Linked DNA regions of Mus musculus: all the other regions are linked to region 3. The links are chromatin contacts, called in public HiCAR-type and HiChIP or PLAC-seq maps. All regions are on one chromosome and are shown on one strand. Each heading gives the region's core, a stretch centred on a gene start, on an enhancer-like site or on the middle of the called end of the contact. The rest is flanking DNA. Distances are from core to core; before and after follow the strand shown.

Region 1 (4,584 bases), core at 1,894-4,393, 170 kb after region 3:
CACCTCCCCAGCTCCCACATCAGCCCCACCACTGGCCCTTCCTGCCTGTCCAGATGCCATGGTGTCACTGGTTGTTCCTGTCCGAATCCAGACCCATATGCCATCCTATGGAAGTGCCATGTACACCACTTTGTCTCAGATCTTGGTCACACAGTCTCCGGGTAGCCCAGCAAGCACGGCCCTTACCAAGTACGAGGAACCCTCCTCCAAAAGTATGACTGTTTGTGAGGCTGATGTATATGAGGCTGAGCCTGGGCCATCGAGCATAAGCAAGGAACAAAACAGAGGTTACCAGACACCATATCTGAGAGTACCTGAAAGGAAAGGCACTTCACTGTCTTCTGAGGGTATCCTGAGCCTGGAGGGGTGCTCATCCACAGCCAGTGGAAGCAAGCGCGTCCTTTCCCCAGCTGGCAGTCTTGAACTTACCATGGAAACCCAGCAGCAGAAAAGGGTAAAGGAGGAAGAAGCTTCCAAGGCAGATGAAAAACTGGAGCTTGTGAGTACCTGTAGTGTCGTGCTGACAAGTACAGAGGATAGGAAGAAGACAGAGAAACCCCATGTGGGTGGCCAGGGCCGGAGCAGGAGGGAGGCAGAAACACTGTCCAGCTTGTCTTCAGATGTATCCGACCCAAAAGAACTTTCTCCCCTCTCTCATTCCACATTGTCCCATGGGACAGCCCCAGGCTCAGAAGCTTTGAAGGAATATGCCCAACCATCTAGCAAAGCTCACCGAAGAGGTCTGCCTCCAATGAGTGTAAAGAAAGAAGATCCAAAGGAACAGACTGACCTCCCTCCCCTGGCACCCCCTAGTTCTCTGCCTCTGTCAGATACTTCCCCTAAACCAGCCAAATTGCAAGAAGGTACGGACTCAAAGAAGGTACTGCAGTTCCCCAGCCTCCACACAACCACTAATGTCAGTTGGTGCTATTTAAACTACATTAAGCCAAATCACATCCAGCATGCAGATAGGAGGTCCTCTGTTTACGCTGGTTGGTGCATAAGTTTGTACAACCCCAACCTTCCAGGGGTTTCCACTAAAGCTGCTTTGTCCCTCCTGCGATCTAAGCAGAAGGTGAGCAAAGAGACATATACCATGGCCACAGCTCCGCATCCTGAGGCAGGAAGGCTGGTTCCATCCAACTCCCGAAAGCCCCGCATGACAGAGGTAAGTTCTGCCTTGTTCTAGCCACCAAGTAATGCAAAAGCTTATGTTGAGCTTTTAAAGCCACATTGTCTTCATGCTAAGTTTGTAGAATTAAAGCCAGCTTGAGGTGAGAGGCAGGTTTTTCTCTCTGGGAGTCTTGACCTCATAAGAAAACATGTTCACTGAGCTTCTCTGCCCTTGTGTCCCTAACATAGTTGCAGTAACGCTATCAGCAAAATGCTGCTACTTTTCCAGAAGTTTCTACTATAAAATTGAAAAGTTCAGTTTCAGGAAGATATAGAGTGATTCTCTAAAGAACAAAGTTGGGGAAATTGGTGGGGATGCTTTGGACAATTTTAGAACTTTATTCCAGCATTTTCCCATGTGGTTCTCCATCATCTTATTAGTTTCAATCTGCTTTTTAAATTTTTTCTGTATCTGCTGGGGGGGGGTCTCTACTATCCTTTAAAATTGTCTCATTTCCACATTTGACACAATTCACTCCTAAAAGAATACTTTCCTGTAAGATGGTGCATAGAACTGGGCTGCAGTAAACCTCTCCACGTGTAGGAGACAATATCACAATTTGAGATGTCTGTGCTATAGATTAGCAGTAGGGTTTCAATGCAACTCATATTTATTCTTCCATTGCCTCTGACCTGGGCTACTTAAGGAGCTATGCAATAAAGTTTCCCATATCATTTTAACAGATTTGAAACTCAGAAATTCCAATTTGCATAAAAAAGACAACACTTTTACACAGGCAAGACCAGCCTAAAGCTTCAGGCCAGGACCTGTGCTGGCCTAATGTGACAAAATATCCCAACAAAAGTAACCTAAGGGAAAGAATTTATTTTGACTTATAACTTCAGAAGCATACAATACATAGTGGCCAGGAAGCCATGGAAGAGGCAGAAGAGGCATTTAGAAGTTGGCTGGTTGCTGGGCATGGTGGCGCACACCTTTAATCCCAGCACTCGAGAGGCAGAGGCAGGCCAGCCTGGTCTACAAAGTGAGTTCCAGGACAGCCAGGGCTATACAGAGAAACCCTGTCTCGAAAAACCGAAAAAAAAAGAAAAAAAAAATAAAGAAGTTGGCTGGTTGTATTGTCTCCACATTCAGGAAGCAGAGAATGAATAAGGAGCAGAGCCCAGCTATAAATCCTTAAGGTCATCACTATAGACACTCTCTTGAACAATCTTCCCAAACAGCATCAGTTTATATGGGGACTTTTCACATTCAAACCATGCCTGGAATTTTTGGAGTGAGCAGTGGTCTTTTGGTTGCCAAGCCCTGTGCTGGGCCCTGGACCCTAAGCACTTCTCACCTCGCCTTGTAAGGCGACATCACCTCATCCATTGTACAGATGAGGGAACCTGGGCTCAGAGGCTGAAGGAGGTCAAAGACTTGGGGCAAACATTTGGCAATTCCAGAATTTGAATTAAGCAGACGTAGCTGGATGAAAAAGAGTATTTCTTTTCTTTTCTTTTTTTCTTTTCTTTCTTCTTTTCTTTTTTCTTTCCTTTCCTTTTGTTTGTCTCCATTCTCTCTCTCTCTCTCTTTCATTGTTAGTTGAGGAATGAAACTTTTGAGAGATAATTACAAATTTAATGATGTCCACATGTAACTGTTACAAACTGGTGCTTTGACCAAATCCCACACAGACACTGGAACCCAGACTACTTTTGTAGACCTGAGAGCAGACCTGTGTCTGCAGCTTCCCAGATGCTTATACAATCTGCTTTCATCATGAGGTGAAAGTCATATCAGAAGTGACTGGGCTCAGCTGGATATTCTTCACAAACTGCTTTCCAAATTTATTCTCTGATGTCTTTGTCAGTCCACATCAGACATCTCTGAGCAGGATTTCCACTTCTGGTGTTACTGCCATAAACTGTGGCTGCTGCCAAGATGCTGGCATAGTTACACTGGAAACACACCTGCTGTGTGCCAGATACTGTGCTAAACTTTACTCTTGTTTTCATAACACCCTGGGAAACTAGGGTACAGTAGGTAAATAGATCAAAGTTCAGAGAGGCTAAGTAACTTACACAAGGCCACACAGTAAATGGCAAAGATCAGATTCAGAACTAGAGCTCACTCCAAAATCCTTTGAAACAGGTCTGAACTGTCCTATTCCCTGATGAGTGGTATCAGAAGTATGTAAGACAAGAGAAGTGTTGGTTTCTCATCTCTAAATTTAACAGTCATTTTTTTCATCCTGCTGCTTTCATAAAATGAGCTGAAACCTACAGACATTTCCTTAGAGTTTAAATGTTCCTACCCAAAGTGTACAAATATCACACATTAATATAACTGCATGGTCTCTAAGCTGAGGCTTTTCTACAACCCCCATTCCCTTCCTTACATGTCTCCAGTAATGGGAGGCTCACCCCCCTGCCAGCCCCAGCACCACCCAAGCCATACTTGGCTACAGTTTAAGCTCTTCTGCACACTCTACTGACAGTTGTCACTTTGTAGCTGGTGTCTTCCCTTAGCCATTACATAAATGTCATTTATCTAAGCACTAGGAAACATGGCTTAGCTGTCATCTTTAGTATGGTCCACAACACATTATGTTTGGTCATCTGCATTTAAATCCTGAAGAGACCCATGCTTGCATAACCATCCATCTTGCACAATCCATCTTGCAGTCATTTCTTTTCTTATACTTTTTCTTCCATTTTCTCTCACTCTAATAGCCATAGCCCTGCAATGGGAGCAAGGACTGAACTGCCCAGGTTTGAGGCCCACTATTTCACATATTCAGCTGTGTGACCATGGGCCATTCACCTAACTTCCCTGTACCTTGGTTTCTTCATCTGAAAATGAGGAGTGATGCTAACTTAGCTCAAGGCTGTGAGGGTGGGCAACAGTGTTGACCAGTGAAGCTATATATATGCCCTAGCTAACATGACCCACATTACTATTCAATGCTACCACGGATCCTAGGCCCCCACCCCACTCAATTTAGGCACTGTTTCCTGGAATTGTGTTGCCACCCAATCCTACCTCCTCTGGCCTCCCCAGAATGGCATCATATAGCAATGGAGACTCTGTGTGCCTGCCTGTGTTGGACCCCTTGGCAACTCTGTGGATTGCAGGCCATGGTGGAAATGTGGAGTGTGCCCTAGAAATCTAACTGCTTGGCTTCCACCAGCACAGCTGTCTAGACCTGAACTTAGTTTCCATTTCCCCTCCCATTGGGAAGGGACCTCAGTGACCTCTATGGGGTCACTGAGTCACAGAAATCAGTTTCTGAATGGATCTTTAGGATGATCTAAGCCAGGTCTGAAGAGGTGGCTCTTTAGTCAAGAGTGGTTACTCTTCTTACAGAGTTTAGATCCCCAGCACCCACGTGAAGTGGCTCACAATCACCTGTGAGTCCAGCTCCAGGGGATCTGATGTCCTGTTCTTTTCTGTGCACATGTGTACAT
Region 2 (4,377 bases), core at 1,021-3,520, 150 kb after region 3:
CATTCATTCATCTGTTCATAATGCAATGGGCAACCAGCAGCCTGTGCTTGGGGCATTGGGAAACACAGAGAATTCCCACAGTGTACATCTTTGGCCCCAGGATCCTCCCACAGCCTATGGCCTTTGCCAGAGTAGAATTTTCAAAATCACTTGGCTTGGGTGGCCAAAGGATGTGTGTGTGTGTGTGTGTGTGTGTGTGTGTGTGTGTGTGTGTGTGTGTGTATTTAAAGCCTCAGAAAACCATACAGGACTCCAGCCTCCTGCCCCATGAGGACAGAGCAGAAGTTGGAGGAAAACTGAGAACTGCTCCTGATGGCATGGCCTGTCTCTAGGGGCTTTTAGAACTCCAAAGTTGTCAAAACAGAAAGATCTGGGTCAGGGCCTGAAGTGAGAGTTCTTGACCCAAAAATAAGGTTGGAATTCAGTATTTATTAAGATTAACTGAAGTCCCATGGGCGTCAAGGAGCTGTCCTGGCTGTGCCTTGGCCCATGGAATCCTCTACAATATTACACTTGGGGACACCAGGCCACTCAGTGTGAGGCCTGAGGTACCACTCCTTGCCTGCTGTCAGCATCCTGTACCATCTTCCACACAGCTGGTTTTTAGAAATCGCTCTTCTTGCCCCTCCTTGGCATCTCTACAGCATCCCCTTTAAAAAGATAGATGGAAGCTCCCTCTCTCCACCCTGGGAACCCATGCCCCTGTCAGGTACCAGCTTCAGCCTTCTTGTTCTCCCAGATTCACCCATCCTTTGATAGACGCCATCTGTGCTTCTGCAAGGCACATGAATGAGATGAGCTGCCCTGCCCTACGCTAAAAGAACTCACTGTGCACGGAGAGAAAAGATCTGAACAAATAAGGTTCCACCTGTGAGTAACAAGAGAGAGGGCACCATGCTCACAGAATAGAGACTCCGGGAGGTCAGGAAAGCTCGGTGGAGAATGTGAGGATGGAATAGCGTGTTCATCCGAGTCCTCTGGGAAGCAGAACTAAAAGGACAGGGACACACATGTGCACAGCCTTATAATACAGATAAGCAAAAACAAGCTTGACATTGGCAACGAGACTGGTGGGTACAAGAAACTATAGCTTGTGACAAAGGAAGGAGAAGTACCTGAGATCGTAATAGCATCCACTGTGTCAGGCACTGGAGACAGGGTCCTCCAGACAGTCCCAGAAGAGGAACAGGGGAAAGAAAGTGACACTAAGAGGGACAGTAAGGATGGTGTCCTTTGGCTCCTATAGTTGAGATTCAGTAAGTGCACAGGGTCTGGGGGGCAGCTCCCCATGACCTGCAGGGCATAGGGTAGTCTGCCAGCTGTCACTTCAATTGATTCATCAGGCCCACCCACGTTATCAAAGGTATTCTGCTTCATGCAAAGTCTGGATTTAAATGTTATTCTCACCCGAAAAATAACTTCACAAAATCTTCTAGAATGCTGTTTAATGAATATCCAGGACCATGACCTATCCAAACTGACGTAGGAGATTAACTAGCAGGGGGATATGAAGGATATTGAGGAGTTTGCCACTCTGTCGGAGAGACAAAGAACATGACAGCCAACTGAAGCATCAGCTTATGCTGGGAACATTCTGAAGTTTACACAGAAAGGGAGGGAACGGAGAGGGGTGTTAGAGATACAGCCCTGTGGAAGAGACCTGGAGACTCAGCAATTAGGCCTGCCTAAAATGAGCTTTACAGAGTCCTAAACTGAGGAGTCAGTTATGCCTCGAACAGCCTCCAGAGCAGCAGCTCTCAGGCTTTGGCGAACCTCTGTCTCCAAAAATATTGACTTTAAGATTCTTAAGAGTAAGAAAATTAGCCATGAAATAACAATGGAAATAACTTTATGATGGGGGGGGGTCCCCACAACAGGAGGAACTATACTTATGGGTCTGGAACCTGGGATGGAAACCCTTCCCCTCCACTACACCTGGTAGACAGCACACTGACTCTCAGTTCCCGTGGCTGGCAGAGGATGGAACCTGACTCATAGGCTCCTCCGAAGGCCATCCCTGAGACAGAGAGGGGAAGACCAGCGTGTCATGTGTCTTGATCAGTCTGAACTCTGATGTCAGGCTCCTGGGAGAGCAGGGACCCAGGTGTGGGAGCATCAGCTGTGCCACGAGGTAGACACCTCAGGGTTCTGAGATGATGCCTCTCCAGTAGAAGACCCTCTTTCCTTTTGGTGTCCTCACTGCTGGAGTTCCAGCTTCTCCCTAGGAGTCATCATGACAAGTAGAGAAGGCATTTTCCAAAGAATGACATCACAATAGCTTTGAAAACAAGATAGGGAGCCTCCCCATGGGCCATGAATATGCAAAGTCTTAAGAAAATAGGATACACATGAGATGGGTAAATAGAACCAGAGCCAAAAGCATCACAACCCAGAACCCAGACATCTAAGTGATTTCCATCCCAGAGATGCCAGCCATAGTTCATGCCAAACATCAACAAAGGCAAGAGTTGGACTGGCTGCTATGCCCTCCCCACTTCAGAAAGGGAGGTTAGGCCCCTCCCATAATGTGCTGTTCAGGCAGAGACAGCCAAATCCCATGGAGCTAAGTCTCAAGGCCATTCTAAGAGGCTAGGGGTGGGTTTAGCCGACTCCAGAAGATAGTGTGGGGCAGAGAGTGTATAGGTCACTCACTCTCACATGAAGCATACCGCACTGGCCACAGAAACATTCTTGGACAATAGAATGTTTGCTGCCAAACTTCCCATAAGTGGGCCTCACTGGGAGACTTGCTTCACATTCTCACAAATGTCCCTGACATGGCTTCCCCATCCCGTTCAGGCGTAACCTGTCAAGCAGAGAGCCAGTACTACAGGAAGCCTAGTGTGGTTGATGATTTCATCAGAATCCTCCCTCTTTTCTGTGGTGTGAGAGATCTGAGCAGACCCCAGGGCCAGCCAGCTAAAGACCACAGGTCCTGTCCTTCCGGGGAGTGAGGTGTGACCTTGTGCTAGGGTGAGCTGAAAAGACCTGCAGTCCCTTCTCAAGCCTCTCACTACGATGTGGATATGGTGGTGGGAACGGGTAGCCATGCAGTGTTGGGGACAAAAGAGAAGGCTTAACTATGCTCTTACCACTCCTCAGCTGACAGACCAGCCCTGGCCTCTGGCACTCTGACCATCACATTAGACGGGAGTAAATTTCTATCTTGTCTCCACTCCTCCTTATGGGAGCTCAAGTCCTTACCTCATGCAAGCACTGACTTTCTAGTGCAGTCCCTGATGCATAACCAAGACCACCAAACAGAGAACCAATAACATGAAAGAGAAGACCAGGATGCAAAGACCAGTGAAGGCCCATCCCAGGTTAGAGCCACCTAAGATAAATCAAATTAGTGTGCTTAGCAATAATGATAATTTATTCCATTTTAAACCATTTTTATTATTTCTAATGGTGTATATATGTCTGTATCTATGTCTGTGTCTGTGAACGTGACTGCAGGTGCCCTTGGAGGCCATGAGCCAGAGGAGTCAGAGCCCCTGGAAACTTGTCTGGTATGAGTTCTGGGAATCAAACTCAGATCCTCTTCAAGAACAGTGCCCATTAACCACTGGCCATGTGTCTCCAGCCAAGTTTATTTTATTAACTTAAAGGAGCCAGTTTCTGTGAAAATAGGACGATGAGAGAAAAGGAAATAGTTGTGGAAATTTTAAAAATGTGACACCTGAGAAAATGTTAATAGGTAAACTGTATGACGCAATGGGCGTGGGTAAAGACCAGGTGACCTGGAAGTCAAAACCAAGAAAATCAGTTGGTTTTTTTCTGGTGGTGGTGAAGGGGAATTGAGAACTAATAAAATTCAGTATCAATCAAAGAGGAGAGCAAGAAGTAAGCCCTCAGACAATGGGGTAAAGATGAAGAATGGCTAGAAGCGCAAAGTATGTAGCCTAAGAAATGTTCTACAAGTTAAAGAAATGTACTCAGGTTTTAGACAAGGAAGAGAACATGGATTCAGGACAGAACTCAGTATAACTGAACATTCCAATTCATTTTGGTGAAACTCCAGAGAAAGAAAAAAATAAAAAATATGTAGGAATTTATCGTGAGTAATACAAGACACTCTAGCCAAGCATTCTGGGCAGTCTTTCAAAAGTTTGGAAGACAGGACTTTGAGGCTAAGAGTCTTACTGTGTCAAATTTAGATAGGAAAATAAAAACGTGTTTTACAAATGGGAATTGGGAAAGTTTACCACAGCCCCCTATGCTTTCTAGGGGAAAAAATGGATCTATACCTATCAATCAAAAATTTTTGCAATATTTTGTAATTTTTGTCATTTAGAAAGTCTCTAAGACAAAAAAAATGTGTTAAGACAAAGCAGAATGAAACAAAAATGTCTACTAAAATACCACTGAATTGGA
Region 3 (4,198 bases), core at 874-3,373:
AGCATCAGCATGCGCCCTCTTAGGAGCTGCCAGGCATAGCAGTCCTTTCTGTGTCTGAGGACAGGGGGATCAAGGATTTGCTAGTCAGCCAGCCTGTCTAGTCAAAATGGCAGGTTCTAGATCTAGTGAGAGACAAATAAGGCAGAGAGTAATTGAGGAAGACACCTGATATTGACTTCTGACCTCTGCACTTGGATTCACAGGTTTAGGCACTTGCACACACTCACGCGCGTGCGCGCACACACACAAATACACATACTGATGCACATGAATGCATGCATGTACACACACACAGATACATAGAGGCACACATATACACAGACATACCCAGAAACACACAGGCACACACACAAACATATACATACGTGTACACACACACAACAGATACATAGATACACACACAGAGTCATAAGACACATATGGAAACACACACTCACAGAGACACACACAGACATATATATATATATATGCATGCATGTGTATATATATATATACATATATATATATATATACACACACACACACACAGAAACATATATACACATACAGAAACACGGGCACACACACTCACACAGGCACATACACAGACACTCAGACACATACATACACACACACACACACACACACACCAGATACACTTGCCCCTCTATTTATGAGTCTGTCTGCGTTGTATCTGATGGATACTACGCATTTTCTACATACATAGTGGTGTGGAGCAGACAGGGAAATGTGAGAGGCCTGACTCCAGGCCACACACTTGTCAGTCAGGTGCCCCAGCAGAGGTGGGATTGCACTGGTCCGTATTGTTGTATTCCTTACAGTCTGGGAAGTTTCTATCGAACCTGGGTAGGTGCCCAGAGCATGCATGTGAGCTTCCCACCAGCCTGGATGTCAGAACTCTGGGTCAGAAATGGTTGCTCTCTCTGTATGGTGCTATCTCCCACATTTGGATTGCCTATTGGAGATATAACAAGAGCCATGGTAAATGTTCTGGTAGTCACATTAAAAGGAGCAAAAGGAACCACGTGACCCTAATTTTAATACTGCATTTTCTTTAACAGAATATACCTAAAGTGTGTGTCACTTCCCTATGTGGCCAATATGAAAACTCACCCAAGCTTACTTTCTTTGTTCCCTACTAAGTACTTGAGAGCCACTGTGCACTTGACCTCAGAAGGACACGTGGCCAGCTACATTTTCAAAGCCATGGGTGGCTAGTGGCTCACAGGGCATCACTAGCAGGAGAAACAGGTTTTTGGCTTCCCCTAAAGACGCTGTTCTGGCAGCAGAGCTGCCTCCCAGGGTTCCGGTTGCCCAGAGCAACAAGGCCTGAGTGGGTCACGTGCTGTGTGCCCCTGCCTGACCCAGAATCCCCATCTTTCTCTGCCTGTTCTCAGCAATGCAAGGCAGTGTTTTACTTTCAAGTCCCAGAAACCCCAAGGAGTCTGATTCTAAATCTAACAATAGACCATGGCCTTACCCCCGACCCCCAACACACGTTGTCGTCGTTTAAAAGGCCTTATTTCTGTTACCCTGGGATAGCCACTTACCCCGCAGACCACAGCTAGGACAATAACTTACACCAGTTTTGGATTCACCTTTCTTCCCAAGAGAACTCTGCCCTCTATGAGCTTTGAGTGAGCTCCTTCCACTGTAAAGAAGAATCTCGCCATTTATGATGTTGCCAGCAAGAGAATCCTGTGCTCATAAAACAGAAGTCACCTAGTGACTGGTACTGGATGGCTCTGGCCGTTTCTTACAGCCCAGGGCTCTGGATGTTTGGAAGAAAAAAAAATAATGGTGTGTGTGTGTGTGTGTGTGTGTGTAGTAACTGGAGTGTCCTGAAAAAGCCCCAAGGCTGCCCCTGCCTTCATAATTCTGCAGCCCTCCCGCTAGCATGGCCTGCCTTTCTCCCTCCTACTCTCTTTTGTTAAGTGGCACAAGGAGATGTTATTTATTGTACCTTTCTGACAAATAAAAGCCATTGCTCTGATTTACAACCCCGCCGCCCCCTCTCTTGAGTCAGTGTGTGATTCATCTCCTTAACGTGATACTTCCGAAGCGTGTGGCTCACTCTGGGGATGAGTGGGACAGCCTTTTCTGCCAGACTTCTCCTCAGGCCTCTCGCTGCTCTTCCTGACGCATACCCACGCCCAGCCAAGATCCAGCCGTGGCAACCTCTGCTGCAGGACTCGATGTTTGTCTCCCAGAAAATTACCATATTGGCCTCCCAAGAAAATTAGTCAGGGCTTTGGGAAGCTCCTGGTTCAGAGTTAGCTGCAAGCCCCAGATGCAGTTTGGTTGGGGGGGGGGCGTGGTCAGGCTTGGAAACCATCACTGAATCACACTGCAGACTTGCCAAGAGTGAGTGATGGAGCAGAAGCCTGGAGCCACCCAGCCTCCAGGCTGTGGCTTGTGACCTGGCTTCATAATCCCTAAATCTTCCAGCAGGCGCCAAGCTCTGCAGTCAACCTATTTAACTCCTCACTCACTTTCTCGCTCGCTCACTCGCTCACTCATTCACTCATTTACTCGTTCATTCAACAGCCTTCAACTCCCCTCTGAGCTTGTGTGCTTAACTTGTGACAAAACATAAGTAGAAATGATCATATAAGCCATTTTAAGCTAACTCGGAGACATTAGAAACATTCACACATGGAGCTAGAGGGATGGTTCAGTGGGTAGGAGTGCTTGTGCTTGGTCTGCCCAGTGTGAGGCTCTGAGTTCAGCATTCCAAAAGCCGAGCATGGCTGTTCATGCTGTGGTAGGCCAGCCATTTGAAGGCGGAGAGCAAACTTCCAGTTCAGGGAGAGACCCTGTCTTAAAGCAGAAAGGCAGAGGCTGATAGAGATGCCTGACATCCTGCTGCAGCTTCTGTGTGTGTGCAAAGGCACACACACCCATATACTCACAGGCATGCACCATATACAGATATACCACAGACACTCCATACACACAAACACACACACACACACACACACACACGCATTCACATACTCACATGTACACTGACATACATATATACTTACACATGCATTCACACACACTCACATATACATGCACTCAGACAGACATGTGATCTATGCACATTCACACACACTCATACTCACACCTATGCACACATACACGTTCACAGTCACTTACATACACACTTACACATATACATTCACACACACAGGCATTCACATTTGCACACATACGTTCACACATACATGTATGCAGAAACAACCACACTCATGTACACACATTCACATTGGTGCGCTCTCTCTCTCTCTCTCTCTCTCTGTGTCTCTCTCTGTCTCTGTCTGTCTCTCTGTCTGTCTCTCTGTCTGTCTCTGTCTCTCTCTCTCTGTCTCTCTCTGTCTCTGTCTCTCTCTGTCTCTCTCTCTGTCTCTCTCTCTCTGTCTCTCTCTCTCTATCTCTCTATCTCTCTCTCAGTCATGCAGCCATCACCACCATCTTCAGAACTTTTTATCTTTCCAGGCTCTGAAACTCTAACCCTCGCAAGCGCTGTTCTGTGTGCTCATGCCTGTGAACTCAGCTTCCCAGGTGCCTTGCATAGGTGGAATCACCTGCCAGCATTTTCCTGCCCAGTATCTAGCACAGCATAGTCCATTCCAAGCTCTGATTTGACATGACTGGAAAGAGACCCTCAACGAAGAGCCTGATACACTGAATGCACAGGACACTCCCTCTTTCTCCCTGGGTCTCTATGTATGGAAGGAAATGCCCCACCTAATTCATAGCCTTTCTGTTTCGAAGGCCTTACAGACAGTCATCATGGGAGAAGCAGGGCATGGGGCACAGGAAAGTAGGAACTGGCCACTAAAACTGTCCAGTTTTGCTATCCCTGCTCTCCATTCCCACATGTGTGGCTGTAGACAGCCAGGATCCTTTTTTCCCCGTGTTTATCCTGCTGGCCTCCAGGAGGAACATTCACATTTTTGTCTTAGAAGTCATCCTCCATCTGCCATCTTTGCCTGGCCTCTCACTGGTCCTCCCTACTCAAGTCCTAACTGCATGCCCATGGTCTAACCTGGTTATAGATGGGGCCCCAGGGAGAATCAGGCCAGCCTCTGGGTCAGGTGCACCTCCTGCCCCTCCTCACTTCTCTCTGCACCCCGAGTACTGTGTGGGTTTAGAACACCCCCCCAGAGCCTCCACAGGACCCTGCTTCAGCGATATGAGGGGCTGGTTC

The links. HiChIP or PLAC-seq counts read pairs in DNA pulled down with a chosen protein or histone mark. HiCAR-type assays count read pairs that join an accessible place to other places.
Region 1: a HiCAR-type map of Th17 cells shows a contact between it and region 3, with 14 times the contacts expected there. The contact joins two enhancer-like sites. A contact is called at or near these places in 1 of 39 promoter capture datasets (the C10 cell line), 3 of 15 datasets of contacts at CTCF or cohesin (CD8 T cells, the NIH/3T3 cell line and stem cell-derived epiblast-like cells), 63 of 484 Hi-C or Micro-C datasets (8-cell embryo, B cells, the C2C12 cell line and 46 more), 11 of 115 datasets of contacts at active chromatin or transcription factors (CD8 T cells, the NIH/3T3 cell line, SST interneurons and 7 more) and 3 of 9 other capture datasets (adipose tissue, embryonic stem cells and liver).
Region 2: a contact with region 3 is called in a CTCF HiChIP or PLAC-seq map of the NIH/3T3 cell line, with 8 read pairs. The contact joins two enhancer-like sites. A contact is called at or near these places in 1 of 39 promoter capture datasets (the C10 cell line), 2 of 15 datasets of contacts at CTCF or cohesin (CD8 T cells and the NIH/3T3 cell line), 4 of 484 Hi-C or Micro-C datasets (the C3H10T1/2 cell line, bone marrow-derived macrophages, embryonic fibroblasts and 1 more), 5 of 115 datasets of contacts at active chromatin or transcription factors (astrocytes, cardiomyocytes, embryonic stem cells and 1 more) and 3 of 9 other capture datasets (adipose tissue, embryonic stem cells and liver).

Annotation. Positions count from the first base shown.
Region 1 is chr4:120,098,283-120,102,866 of GRCm38.p6, forward strand. It overlaps Hivep3 (human immunodeficiency virus type I enhancer binding protein 3), which reads left to right. Exons shown (of 9, transcript NM_010657.3): 4 at 1-1,168. Among named protein-coding and RNA genes, the nearest start is that of Gm36215, 26 kb to the left of the region's middle. Within about 2 kb of position 3,144, at least 4 of the 459 cell types and tissues checked have an H3K27ac peak or open chromatin away from gene starts, as enhancers often do. A contact at or near this core is called in Th17 cells, where this site is marked.
Region 2 is chr4:120,079,826-120,084,202 of GRCm38.p6, forward strand. The region is part of intron 3 of Hivep3 (human immunodeficiency virus type I enhancer binding protein 3); the gene reads left to right. Among named protein-coding and RNA genes, the nearest start is that of Gm36215, 7.3 kb to the left of the region's middle. Within about 2 kb of position 2,271, at least 20 of the 459 cell types and tissues checked have an H3K27ac peak or open chromatin away from gene starts, as enhancers often do. A contact at or near this core is called in the C3H10T1/2 cell line, the NIH/3T3 cell line and embryonic fibroblasts, where this site is marked.
Region 3 is chr4:119,930,813-119,935,010 of GRCm38.p6, forward strand. The region is part of intron 1 of Hivep3 (human immunodeficiency virus type I enhancer binding protein 3); the gene reads left to right. Among named protein-coding and RNA genes, the nearest start is that of Gm38632, 100 kb to the right of the region's middle. Within about 2 kb of position 2,124, at least 107 of the 459 cell types and tissues checked have an H3K27ac peak or open chromatin away from gene starts, as enhancers often do. A contact at or near this core is called in the C3H10T1/2 cell line, the NIH/3T3 cell line, Th17 cells and 1 more, where this site is marked.